Linked DNA regions of Bombyx mori: region 2 is linked to region 1. A link is a contact called in public Hi-C data. All regions are on one chromosome and are shown on one strand. The core of a region is the stretch at or near the end of the contact, and the rest is flanking DNA. Distances in the headings are between cores, read along the strand shown.

What was found. A called contact is a pair of places that touch in the nucleus more often than the background predicts.
Region 2: a contact with region 1 is called in a Hi-C map of whole pupa, with 2.5 times the contacts expected there. The contact joins the promoter of LOC101746187 here to the promoter of LOC101742251 in region 1. A contact is called at or near these places in 2 of 7 Hi-C or Micro-C datasets (middle silk gland and whole pupa).

The regions. Positions count from the first base shown.
Region 1 is chr23:2,322,466-2,328,964 of ASM3026992v2, reverse strand. It overlaps LOC101742251 (cytochrome c oxidase assembly factor 5), which reads right to left and starts at 3,710. Exons shown (of 3, transcript XM_004925429.5): 1 at 3,489-3,710; 2 at 3,182-3,277; 3 at 1,934-3,024. The coding sequence starts at 3,596. The coding sequence ends at 2,983. It overlaps LOC101741861 (probable cysteine--tRNA ligase, mitochondrial), which reads left to right and starts at 4,715. Exons shown (of 1, transcript XM_004925426.5): 1 at 4,715-6,499. The coding sequence starts at 5,048.
Region 2 is chr23:2,520,093-2,527,652 of ASM3026992v2, reverse strand. It overlaps LOC101746187 (KAT8 regulatory NSL complex subunit 1-like protein), which reads right to left and starts at 4,762. Exons shown (of 12, transcript XM_062675159.1): 1 at 4,744-4,762; 2 at 3,567-3,644; 3 at 773-1,815. The coding sequence starts at 1,590. It overlaps LOC134201063 (a long non-coding RNA gene), which reads left to right and starts at 5,503. Exons shown (of 3, transcript XR_009976224.1): 1 at 5,503-5,931; 2 at 6,209-6,303.

The sequences.
Region 1 (6,499 bases), core at 2,461-4,960:
ATATTAGTTGGGTAATCCAAACGATTCAATTATTTTCTCTTCCTTGTCATTCAAAAACCCAAGCCATGCTTGTTCTGTATTAATACCTGTAATGCCATATTTTCATTTATAAAATGCCTCATCGAATGTTAAACCGAAAATGACATAATAAAAGTTCGCACATTTAATATTTTCTAATAAGTATTTTTCAAAGTAAGATTTTTTATAATCACAGCGGTACTTACTATTAATATTACGTAATATAAGCAATTAAAATATTTTTGTCAATTTGCGAGTGCATAGATAGATGAATGCATAGGTGGATAATTTTTGTGATGTTTCAGGATTGAATAATATGTAGACATTCTTTTGTTCAGCTTTCGAAGCTAAGTTTGTTTGTGGGCTAAGCTCTTAGATTATATAGAATCGTATTTCATCGAATTTCAATTATTTTTGTAATAAAAATTTAAAAAAACCTTTTTATACCATTTAATTTTGTACTTACCTATCCACTTCCTACACACCTAATTGTTTCATCGTTTTCAGTGCCGTTTCGGGAGAAAACAACACCGTATTAAAATCATTTTGGGGTGTAATGAACAAACCGAATAGATCAGAAATATACTGAGTAAATACTTATATACATTTAAATATATACATAAATATATATTAAACATCCAGATAAAGAGCATACAAACTTGATACACACGATAATATTATCGTGGAAATCGAACCTATGGCGATCTACTAAGCAATCAGGGACGCTAAGTAATTCAAGACTAAGATAGTCTATATTTAAAAACATATAAAATAAAATTAATTTGTGATCTTAGGATGCTTATCGATTCATCTGTAGCGGTAGATAAAATAAATCTGGCATTCTAAATTGCGATAAGAATATTTACAAGATAAGCCGATTATAAAAATATTATAAATATTCCGATTTATAAAAGTTCCAAACAACACTGAGACCGTGGATATACCAAGCAATTTCACCGGCTCGTTGCAAAGATCTTCTCTTTTTGGTTTTCAAAAAATTAGTAGATAAGATTGATAATTTTTAGTAATAGGTACATAACACATAAATTATACATAAGTGAGTATAAAGAGAGTGCTCCTAAAGTCTAAATGCATATAAGGTTTTGCAATTTGATATTTCGCGCGTCCGCAATGTAATGCATGCAGAAATGTCTATGCTTTGTCCTAGCCTGTGCGCTTAGTGCGAGTTTTTTAACGTTCTCGATAGCGTAAAAGTTAGCTCATATTTGTATGGAATGGGATCGTTTGCGTACGTTTGCCGCTAGGGGCGCTGTTCCAACTGCATACAAAATTGGGTTAACTTTTACGCTATCGAGAACGTTAAGAAACTCGCACTAAGCACACTGTACATGAAAGTTACTCATAATATACGGAGAAAAGGCATGTGGATATTTTTTCTGGGTCAGGAGGAAATCGCCGGACTTTCGCCCTCCACTGGGGGTGGCGGGCGGAACATGTCGGATTCGAACCGACTAAAAACCTCCTATCGCTCAACAACCCACCTCCGAGCCTCGCATGAGACAGAACTCATGAAAAGGCAAAGGGGGGAAAGTGAAGTGTTTAGTGCGGAGCACAACTCTCCCATCATCCTCCCCCTCGGGACGCCGGACCGTCGGTCGTTGGCGCCACGACCACCAGTCCTCCCGGTCGGCAGACTATCCGAAGCCCACCTAGATGGCGCCGGTTTGTATGGGTTATCCCACAGAATACTCCCTCGGGTCAGCACCAGCGTGGGTAGCCCTTCAATAGTATGTGTATTCTATGGATCAGCCGGTTAGATACAACCATCAATCCAAATGTATACTTCCAAATTATATGTATAAAATTATTACTAATGATATAAACAAATAATTGACTGTTGCATTATTTACTCATTTTTAAAGTGAATTAAACAGTGGCAATAAAATCCAAAAAGTTTTCGTAACGATATATTTAACAATGTACCTAGTACATACTTTTCAACATCGTATTTTTGTTAATACACATTACTACTGTCACGATTTTACTATTGAAGACTTAGTTTTAGAATTTCTTGCTTTAAAAAAAATACTGTTTATAGGCAAACTACGATTTCTCTCCACAAAACAATTTCAATAATCCAATAGTTAGTCTACTACAGTACTTTTCTAACAGAATTATATATTCATGTATTATAATTATATAATTTAGAATTTCTTTATACATAATGACATATTGAACAATTTAACTTTGAAGTTAAAGGTATAGTTTAATTAATACTTGCAGGTTAAAACAGGTTATGTTCACATTAAATGGAATAAATTTTCTACCTTTAAATTGTAAAAAGTATTACATAATGTACATACATAAAGATAAAGGTTTAACATGGGTTAGATACATAGCACAAAAAAGGTTAAACTAAGAATTTATTACTTTCTGAGTCCTGGGTAGAAACAATAAACTATATACTGATTTTAAACTCCTAATTGAGGAACTACTTTAATGCTTTTAAAATCTATAATAATGCTTATTATACCTGGAGGCATAGTACAGATCAGGCAGGTATTGTCTTACCATTAGAACTTATTATAAAACCATGTCACAGTTAAGTAAATTACAGTCATAAAATTTATTGGTTCAGTTTACAAGTGAAACAATTCAGTAGAAATGTATGAAAATACCCTGGAATTTTATTTTGCCTCAAATACTGTTAACTTTTTATTTTTATGGCCTAGTAGTTAATTATAGTTTTTCTTTGACCCTTAAATATCTCTAGCCCAGAAAATCCTGATTTGAGTTTTATGGAATATTACATGACTAATACACATTTAACTAAACTATAAAGAATTGAAAATATTATATAGTAAACTGCATTGAAGGGAATGACTTACAACTAAAAAAAGACCAGTTTTAAGTACCTATTACTCTGCATTATTTTGTATTTAAATCTTCAATAGGTAATTTCATGAACTAAACACTTAATAAAATTGTTTAAAATAATATATTTTAATATCCTTTATGACCTCGAAACCTTCTTCTATTGTCTAGCTGAAAATATACAAATATATATTTAAATTTACTTATCCATCGCATTTAACTTAATTTTTATTTACTTTTTTTTAAGTCATATTATGCTATTTTGTCTGTATACTCAGGTTATTTTTACATCATTTCAAAGCCAAATATTCTTATATTTAGTACTTACTAAAGATCGTTTACACTCAAAGAAGCTTTGTCTCAATTGTAAGCATTCTTCAGGCACTAAGCCATCTTTTAAACATTCCCTTGGTGTCTTTTTGTCCTGAAATGAAATTTATCCATTATAAATATTTTAAGGAACAACATAGGCAGTGATTTTAAAAATTAATCCTATAAATGTAATAAATACCTTAGGCTTGACATTTTTGATGTGTTGAATGGATTAAAAAAATTTAACTGAATCATTAAATATATAAATATTTCAGTGTATCTAATAAAAATATATGCCGTTTTTATGATACACTAAAACTAACCTTTTTGCAACAATCACTTTTTAATAAACATGACTTTAAATCTGCACGTATACCGGCACATGGCGACTGATCTACTAAGCCTATCTCATCAGGAGCAAAACTAACCATTATTTATCAATAGTAAACAAACTCGTAAATTAAAACCGCAATGTATTAATTTACAATTTCTATGATTACGAGTTACGACTAATAAATCCAATACCAATAAACTTCACGGACTTTTTTTCGAATTTTTTGAGCGGCCTGGAATCTGTTCTTTTAAGCCAAATCTTCATGTTGTGTTTGATAGAAGTGAGCCTTAAAACGCCTGTGCGTATACTATGGCAATGATATTTTTTATGACTATCTCTACTGGGTTTCCCTCGGCTTTCGCTCGTCGTAGACATAATTAAAACTATTTTTACATCTTAGTCCGTGACCAAAACAATTATTAAGTATTCGAAACTGCTTAAATAAAATGCTGACAATAAAAACGCGAGATTAAACCATAAAGTAGTTTTCATTGTAACTATCTATCTTTTATTAACGACAACGCACTGGTAAAAGTAACGCTACTAAATATTTGAAGTCTGATCATATTATTCATTATGTTTCGATAATATATGTTCCGCTGAACCATAAAATATTTGCATTTCACTGTCGGAAAATGAAACAATAACACTAGATATTATGGCTTCTTTTGTTCTCGCAAGAAGTCCATTGAATTCATTAACTTCATTTCAGTAACCTTCCACCGTTTTACTAAGAGGCTACTTGATTTCGTCAAAATCGTCGTGGCCTAAAGGATAAGACGTCCGGTGCACCAGTGTTCGAATGCCGCAACCGGGTACCAAATGAAATACGTACTTAACAATTGTTCACGATCGACATCCACGGTGAAGGAATAACATCGTGTATATAAAAAATATCAAACCCGCAAAATTAAAATTTGCGTAATTACTGGTGGTAGGACCTCTTGTGAGTCCGCACAGTTAGGTATCACCACCCCGCCTATTTCTGCCATGAAGCAGTGGCCGTTTTCCAATTACAGCACAAGAGCGCATTATGCGGCATAATGCTCAACTAAACTTCAGCATAATTCGGCATTGTGCGTCACTGAGTCGCATTATGCTCTGTAATTGGAAAACTACCATTAAGTAATGGATAATGCGCTCTTGTGCTGTAATTGGAAAACGGCCAGTAATGCGTTTCGGCTTGAAGGGTGGGGCAGCCGTTGTAACTATACTGAGACCGTAGAACTTACATCTCAAGGTGGGTGGCACATTTACGTTGTAAATGTCTGTGGGTTCCACTTAACCACTTAACACCAGGTGGACAGTGAGCTCATCCAGCCATCTAAGCAAAAAAAAATCATCTCGTCTCACACCTATGGTCTAGCTCTAGGATTAGGTCTTTTCTCAGACACTTACTTTTAACGAATTGGGCACTTCTCCCTTTGCCAATCTAATAAACCAATCAACCAAAAAATGTTGTTATCAATCAAATATTATTTACAATTTATTTGAAACAACATTTAGTATCAGCAAGTTCGAACTGCCTGAAATGTATCATTAATAAAAATGAAGGTTTTTAATTTAACTTTTGTCCGCTCATTATCTCACGTGTGTAGCTTAAAACCTTATAAAGATACAAAATGGCTTATGCCGAATGGAAACCCTACAGGTATTTACGTTTATAATTGTATTGCGAACCAACGGGTGCCAATTATATTAAATGATCCTCACATCGCTACCTGGTATTCTTGTGGCCCCACGGTATACGAATCTGCTCACATAGGTCACGCCAGCTGCTATGTGAAACTCGATATCATACAGAGAATTCTCAAATCGTTCTTCAATATAAAAATCGTCTCCGCTATGGGTATTACGGATATAGACGACAAAATCATTAAGAAAGGCCTCGAAAGTAAAACACACTTCACAAATATTGCTAAACAATATGAGCATGAATTCTGGCTTGATATGGCATCATTGAATGTAGCAAAGCCACTCATCATAACGAGGGTATCGGAACACATTAATAGTATTGAGAAATTCGTACAGAGGCTTATTGATAACGACATGGCTTATGTAAGTAAAAACGGTTCAGTATATTTTGATACCGATAAATTCTCAAACTATGGCAAATTACAAAAAATGCAAGACAGTGGTGAACCATCAGATGATGAAAAAAGAAATAAAATGGACTTTGCTCTTTGGAAAAGTCACAAGCCCGAGGAACCCTATTGGGATACCCCCTGGGGTAAAGGCAGACCTGGCTGGCATATAGAATGTTCTGCAATGGTCAGCAAAGTATTTGGATCACAATTAGACATCCATGCTGGAGGAGTAGATCTACAATTTCCTCATCATGAGAATGAAGAGGCACAATCATGTGCATACCACAATATACGACAGTGGGCTAACTATTGGATTCATGTTGGTCATTTAAATGTTATTGGTGATACCAAAATGTCCAAATCACTACAAAACACTATTTCAATACCTGACTTATTGAAATCATATAATGCAGATACATTCAGAATGGCCTGTTTGTTAACAAACTACAGGTATTCAATGGAATTCAGTAATCAGCTTATGGAAACCGCTGAAAGTGTTTTAAATAAATTTAAGTTTTTCATAACAGATGCTACTATTTATATAAATAACAATGCAACATCGGTTAGTGCCGTTTACTCAGATCACATATTAAAAAACCTACAGAAAACAGAGGAGGCCAATTTTGAAGCTTTGAAAGTAGATTTTGATACAGCAACTTGCATAAATAATTTGTTAACATTACTTTCGGACACAAACAAAATTATAAAATCAGATCCGTGTGAATATTGTCCTGTCCCAGTGACATTGATAGTTGAATACATAGTTGATATTCTTACAAAATTTGGATTGAAACTTCAAGAGAGTGAGGACACTGTTTTATCAAACGCAATGATAAATACTATAGTTGAATTTAGACATTCTGTACGATTGAATGCAATTTCTAGCAAAAACTATGAACTATTGAGCGCATGT
Region 2 (7,560 bases), core at 3,513-6,012, 200 kb before region 1:
TTCAAGTTTGACCAACAAATGCACTTTTGTATTAATGATACATTCATATTTTATTAATGACACAGTATAAGTACTTATAAATAAAACCATTGAATAAACAACCCGAAAAAGTACAAATAATCATTTTCACTTCTGACCTCCATATAAATAACTTGGTTGTTTTATTTTATGTTATTTAAGTGAGATGTATATGTATCCACTGAATTTAATTAGGTTTGTAAATTTAACCATTGGTGATAACAGTACCAAATTATAAATATCCAAACTAGTACTGATTAATTCCCATAAACATAATTTAAGATAATTTTAGAGCTTTTCATTAAGACAGTAAATACAGATTGGACCTACCAAGTACTGAAAAAAATATATAAATTTTAAATGTACTGTTTCATTATAATTATCTTTTAGCTGAAATAAACAGTTGGATTATTTAATTCATAATAGTTAAAGATAGATTAAAATGAATTTTAATTTACATTCATGGTCATTGTTATTGTTTCATTACAAATAAGTTGTTTATCCATTAGATTTATAATTTACAAAAAACAACTAAGGATATTTTAGCATTGGAAGCTTTTTCTTCAATCATATCTATTTCAGATCTAAATTATTTATAGTCAATCTTTTTACTCAGAATGGTATTTACCTAACCTTTTTAAATATAATTGTAAAGAAAATCAGATTCCTAAAAACTTGTATGTACCAATCTATCTGACATTGGATTGTTTTAATATCAGTCTGTTTAAAGCAATCATAAAACTTAAATACTCACATAGGCATTTGCTGTTGATGTGGATTATTGTAAGTCACCACTTCATCATTACTCTCTGCCCCTGATGAAGATGCAGTGGCATCAGAATCAAGCTGGTACTTCACTGCTGTTAGCTGTGATCTCAGGGCCGCTGCTGTATCATCCAAGCCTGCCAGAGTCCCCGGTGGAATACCAATCGATGCAGACTTGGATGGATCACTTTTTGATGTTCCTGCATTGTAATACTTTGGCCCAACCACAGTCTTTGATGCAGCACTTGCTTGTAATGCTGCAGTTGTTTCTATTCGTTTTAAAAAAGCTTTCAAGCCCATTGGTCGACCTCCACTGTCCTTACGAGCTCCGCGGGTGCATTTCTCAAATGTTTGGACCACTTCTTCAGATATTCTCTTCCCGATGGATCGAGTTTGCAGTATTCTCAGCCTCCTCTGCAGGAAAGCACAACGGCGTTCAAGACGTGCCTGAGTAGCTTTTATCTTATCCTCTATGCTATCACCCTCAGAATCAACTACTTCAGTCAAATCAAAACCAGAGAGAGGAAAAATAGCATCAGGCTCTCCGGTAGATAATACATCACCACCACTCTCAAGGGTTTTTATGGCCTGGAGTAAATCTGGATGGTTAAAGTCACTACCACCCAAATCAACAAGGATCTGTTCCATCTCTTGAGAGTCTTTCGCGAGGCTCGGCTGGTTGGGGAGGCCCATGTCATCTTCCTCCATGTGTATCGCTATGTTATCGACGGACGTGAGCGCCCGCCGCCGAAGGGAGTCGTGACCGTCGGGCTCGTCTCGGGGCGCCAGCGGGAGCGCAGGGGCCATGACACGTCGCTCTCCGCCGGACGCCGCCCGGCCCTCACGCCGCCCGCCCCGCCACCATAACCGCCCTTATGTAACGACACTGCACCGCACAACACCACACTTCACTCAATCCACTAGCACTTCACTGACACATTGCACAAGATTTTCAATAGATAGCGTCAGTCTCCCGCCGGTTCCATGATACGATAGAAACCGATGACAGAAGTCGAGCGATTCGGCGCGCTTCTGCAAAAACAAAGACGCTTTGATTATTATGCCGGTCTCTATTGTCTGTATTGGACTGTCTTCTCTGTGGAGTACGAAGTCGTGGCCTCACGAATCAAACAAGGCGGCGTAATTCGAAATTCGGCCCACGTGATAACGAAAACGGAGCAATAGCCGTCGCAGTGGCTTGTTTCTGTTCCATACGAAACAGGAAATGATACATTAAAAACACTTAACGCAAACAAAAAATATTTCACGAGACTGAGTATCTACTGGACATTATCAACGTGATTTATTGAACTTATAATTGACAACAATAAGATTTTCTCAATTTTAATGGCGGAACTAGTCTAAAAACACCACTGTTTGACTGACTAGGTTGATATGTAGGTACTTATTTCCAGTGACGAAATGAAACGTTTGCCGCACTAGACGGCTAGAGTGCAATATAAAGTCATTAAACAGCATGTGAAAAAGAGATAGCTAACATAGCAAAGGTGTGATTGAGCGCGGCAGTTTAAAATTGATTCGACATATTAATGGTAGTATTTGTATGTAGGTATTGGTAGTATTTTGAATTTAAATACAAATATCATTACTTAAATTTAAACATACACATACATACATATTAGTGCTATTACAAAATTTATCATTTTGTCGGATCAATTCCTGTAACCCAAGTGATGCATGATTTCCCTAACCTTCAAATGTTTTATAATTGAATTTTAACTTGGGTTTTTTTAATTGCTGACATATTTTTACTTAAAATAAACAATCTCGTGAAAAAAAAAACACCGTAACTGTCGCAACTTGTAAGAAAACCTTGAAAAATGTTTTAGATTTTACTGTTCCATCCCCCTTGTATAACCTATCGATAAATCTAGCATGACATTAGCCTGTCTGTCATGCGCTTTCCGAGTTGTGTTTCTACATTCGATATTATCATGTTTTAGTTTTAATAGAATTCGCGAAAAACTATATACATTACTACATATTTAAATAAATAAAATTATTTCACTTGGAATAAAGCAATGTTTCGTTTGAAAATGAGAGAAACCTTTGTTGCCAAATTAGGCAAAAGCTTACGGCGTATACAGCCTTTATGTATTTATGTAAGAAATCATTTTCACAGATTATGCGCAGTCAGCCGCAGTCTATGAACTCGTAAGGAATTGAAAGAGTAAAAGCCTTTTAGTTTTTCAGGCATTATGAGAAATAATATTTCGTCATTCTCAACAAATACATTTATATAGGCTTGCGTCATTCTAACATGAAGAATAATTTGTTAAAAGGGTCTTATATAATAACATAATCTGAAAACATTAAAAATCAAATAATTTCTCCAAGCCACTTAGGTTAACTTATAGTTTAAATTATTAAAATAGGAACACCTACACTATAATGGGTACTTCCAAGAATATTGTAATTACAATTCGTTTTTAATAAATCTATAATAAACCTGTTTAATATTGACTCTATTACTTGTATGTCATCAAAGAAAAAATTATGAACTTCTGTAAAAACATTAATTTCTATGGTTTATGCAAAATCCAAGTTTCAAATAACAATATTATTCCTAAACATAATTAAATAAGTAGTTGGCTTTCCAGACAATATATAAAAACTACTTTTATTTTAAGAATAATTTGATTGTATATTTTTATTATTTTTTGCTATCTATAACTAATATTGATATTTCATGTTTAATAATGTAAAATAATACTGATGGTTATGTTGAAATAGCAATTTACTTAATTAGAAAATTGTCTTACCTTCATTTGTAATATTAAGCTGAACTGAGTTCTTTCACAAGACTTGAAGTATCGCTCCAGTGAATTTTTCATATTGAGCTAAAATAAATAAAATTGAACTAGAGCCAACACTAATTACTAGATGTTGTTTATTTAAGCTTCTAGGCATTGAACATAAACATGTGATCTTTACAATACAAGTAGGTACTTTTGCTTGACATTTTAAACTTCATATTAAGACGCTGATTAATTTTGGAATAAAAAGGTTTTATTTGATCGTACTTCGGTCAGTTTTAGAATGAAATAAGTATATTATTTTCTTTCTAGTTTAAAATCAGTTTTGGGTACCAACAATTTATGTAATGTATCACACAAAAAAATGTGATTAAGTATTTTTTTCATATATTTTTTCAGTTTTCATAAAAAAAAAACTTTTATTTTACTGTCCTAAACATTTTGTTCTTCAAAGCTCTCAAATTTTACCTGATGATTTTCATTTTAGTGGCCCAATGAAACAATACGCTGATAGGTACTAAATACTAAAACATTTTAATAATTTCAGGATTCATGAAATGCAAGTATTTTGCAATTTAATTCCTCACAAATGTTGGTAATTAACTTGCGAAATGTAGGTCTTAATAGATACGATAATAGTTCTGAAGATTATTTTAGCATAACTTAATGTTGAGGTCAATTCAACAAATTTTAAAAATGTATTTTCAAGAATTTTCTTGTATAATAATTATCTACTTAATGGATTTTTACCTCATTTTTCAAGTAGCAAAATGAAGATAATTTTTTAATATAGTGCTGTGTGAGTCAAATTTTGAGCTACTTTTTAGGCAGCTAATTAACAATACGAGAATAAATCTTAAATTAGGTGTTCCACATGTACGTACGAAAGTAAAGGTAGGTATAGTTGGTATACATAAAAAAGGAAATTAACTTAAAAAGTTGGAAATTTTAATTACAAGTTAACAATAAGAAAATGAATGGGAGAAAAATAAAAGTATGAAAATCAAGTTATTTTTTTACAATACCTTTAAAAATTTAGCTCAAAAATTTTCTGCTTTTACAAACTTTTCAGAATGTAGGTAACAAGAACGAGAAGGAAAATCTACCTATTCGAGATGTACAAATAAATACACAATGATTCGTAATAAGTAAAAATTGAGTTCTAGTATTGCCTAATATTTACCTGTTCCGTGATTATTTTCATTGTACAGCTAAAAGACTTTGTAATTAAAATACCTACGTTTTTTAATCTGAAACCGTAACATGACTAGTTACTTTTATTTCGTTTAAAAATCTAGACAAATATTCTTTATTTATTAGCTTTTCCTCGCCTGCAATAGCTTAACTAACATTGCTTAATTTTCGTTTTTCAGTTTATATTATAATGATTTTACCTTAATGGGATTTTACGTTTCCTTCAATAAAAAATAAAATATTTTTTCTAATAAAAATAACGTAGGTGATTTCTACGAGTTTGTAAATTTACTATTGAAAAACGAATTTAACTAATCAATGACATGCTTTCTGTAAAATAAGTGTCATTTCTCATTTATGGACAACAATTACAGGTTACAATATCTGTTTTGCTCTTTATTTTAGACTGAATCACACTACTTTATTTTTTATAATAAATACTAAATCTACTGCCGCCAAGAGAATGTTCCAACTTCAATTCATCGTAAAATGATAAAATTTGTTTTAAGTTGATAGAATTTTGTATTTTTATGGATAAGTATTCGTTATTGGGGTAAATAAGCAATTAAAGGTATTTTTATTCGCATATTCAATGCTGTTTCAAAGTGAAAGACGCATACTTTTAGCGGCCAGACAATATGTGTACCTGATACAGTGATTTGGAGCAAGCTACAACACTAATGAGCACCGCACTGTCAGAATTGTGTCAAATTTATGTCAATGAATATAGATTGTGTTTAGGTATAAAGATATTTTGAAATTACAAACAAAAATAGACAATACATTTTTCAAAACATTTAAAAGTTATTAATGATGTAAAATTAGAAAGTAGCTTTATGTTATCAATATAGTATTGAGGGTAGAGGTACCTCTAGTGCTTATTGCGAGTTTCTTAACTTTCTCGATAGCGTAAAAGTTAAGCCAATTTTTGTATGCAGTTGGAACAGCGCCCCTAACGGTAAACGTACCTACCTACGCAAACGATCCTATTTCATACAAATATGAGCCACTTTTACGCTATCGAGAACGTTAAAAAACTCGCATTAAATACCTTGAACTATGTATCCTACGGCGTTTTTTTTTTTTGGTTTAAACCGTATAATGTTTAGTGGCTTGAGGAGTTTTATTTTTTAAAACATTTTAGAATGTCAAATGTCGCACATTATAATTTTAATTGGTAATTATATTATTTATCAAAGTATAGGTAATTATATTATTCACTCACTTTTTTTCCCTACCTATCAGTATAGCCTTGGTAGTTTTCCAATTACAGAGCATAATGCGACTCAGTGACGCACAATGCCGAATTATGCTAAAGCTTAGTTGAGGATTATGCCGCATAATGCGCTCTTGTGCTGTAATTGGAAAACGGCCCTTAACTAGTAAGTGAGCTTACAGGGCTCAAATCTGACGACGTTGCTAACACAAACCTTAACAAGAGCCGTGCTTCGCAGAATCTACCACTGGATCGAAACGCGACCCACTGAGAAGATCCGGCGAGAAACTCAGTGGGCTGTGTCTGAGGGTTCATTCACAATGAAAGTCAATCGTGAGCATTTATTAGATACGTATTCATTAGAAAAACTGGTATTTGTATGCGGGATTCGAACACCATTGCATCGCTACATACGAATGCAGCGGACGTTTCACGGAGTCTTTCAGGCTGAGCCCCATGAGCTCGCCTGCACACCCGGTGAAACTAGACCAGCTCCTCGAGGCTACTGACAGTAGATAGGCAAAAAAAGCTTAAGTTATAATATCTCAATGAAAATTTGATATTTAATTATAATATTATGTAATTAATCCTAGGAGTTTCTCGCGCCTATATTTTAAACTGAGTTTAAAATAAGAAATGTGCGCGTCAATGATCTTGATTTGTCAAAGTTCGATAAAAAAGTATGGACAGCAACAAAAATATTTACATATCTTTCTTTTTAATACTTTAAATAATTATCGTCTTTAGGCTTACCAACATCGAGTGTGGTGGTAAAAACGTCCATAATGCGCACCACACCGTCGGCAAGTTTGACTCGTTGAGAGGAAACGCTAAAAGGGTGGTTGTTCTGCGGGAGGAGAGCGTATAGTGTATGGCCGCGATGCAGTGTTTTGCAGCTGTGTCCACTAAAGCGGTGCCGTCAAAACCCAGTATATTTATGTTAAAAATCGGCCGTACATCATGACTAATAGGGGGTCCCGTAAGATCGCCATCTCCGCCGCAACCATAAAGCAATCAAATCCCATTACATCACGCCTATTCCCATATTTCGGAAAATTCGCGTTTATCCCGTATTTATCACAATAATTTTCAAGTAATGGTATACAAATCTTACTTTCGCCCGGACATCTTTGATGAACAAAATTTGAATCCTCTGCGACCGCGCAGGTTAATGTTTGACATTGCCAGTTTGCATTGGTATTGCAGCAAGGATGTCCGTCGACGCTAGGAAACATATCCAAATTATTATTTTTGTTGAAAAAAAATTATCATTTTTACGTTCGGCAACCAAAGAGTTAACATTTTTAGTTGTGGCGGCTGAAGGGTTAACATGAGTAAGGTTTTCGCTCGGACTATTATTATTTTTGCGATCGTCACTCGTCGAATATAATCTATGCTCGATCGGTTATTACATGTTATGCATTTCGTGTTGCATGCAGCGATATTGTGGTTCTTTTCTCGAGAAGAACCTGGGCGACCAACACGAGCTCGATCGGCGTTATCACTGTTATCAGTAACCTTAAACCGCGAAAGAGTTGAATTATGGGCAGCAAAATTATAATTTTGTGGAATTCGCCGCTGCTTATCATG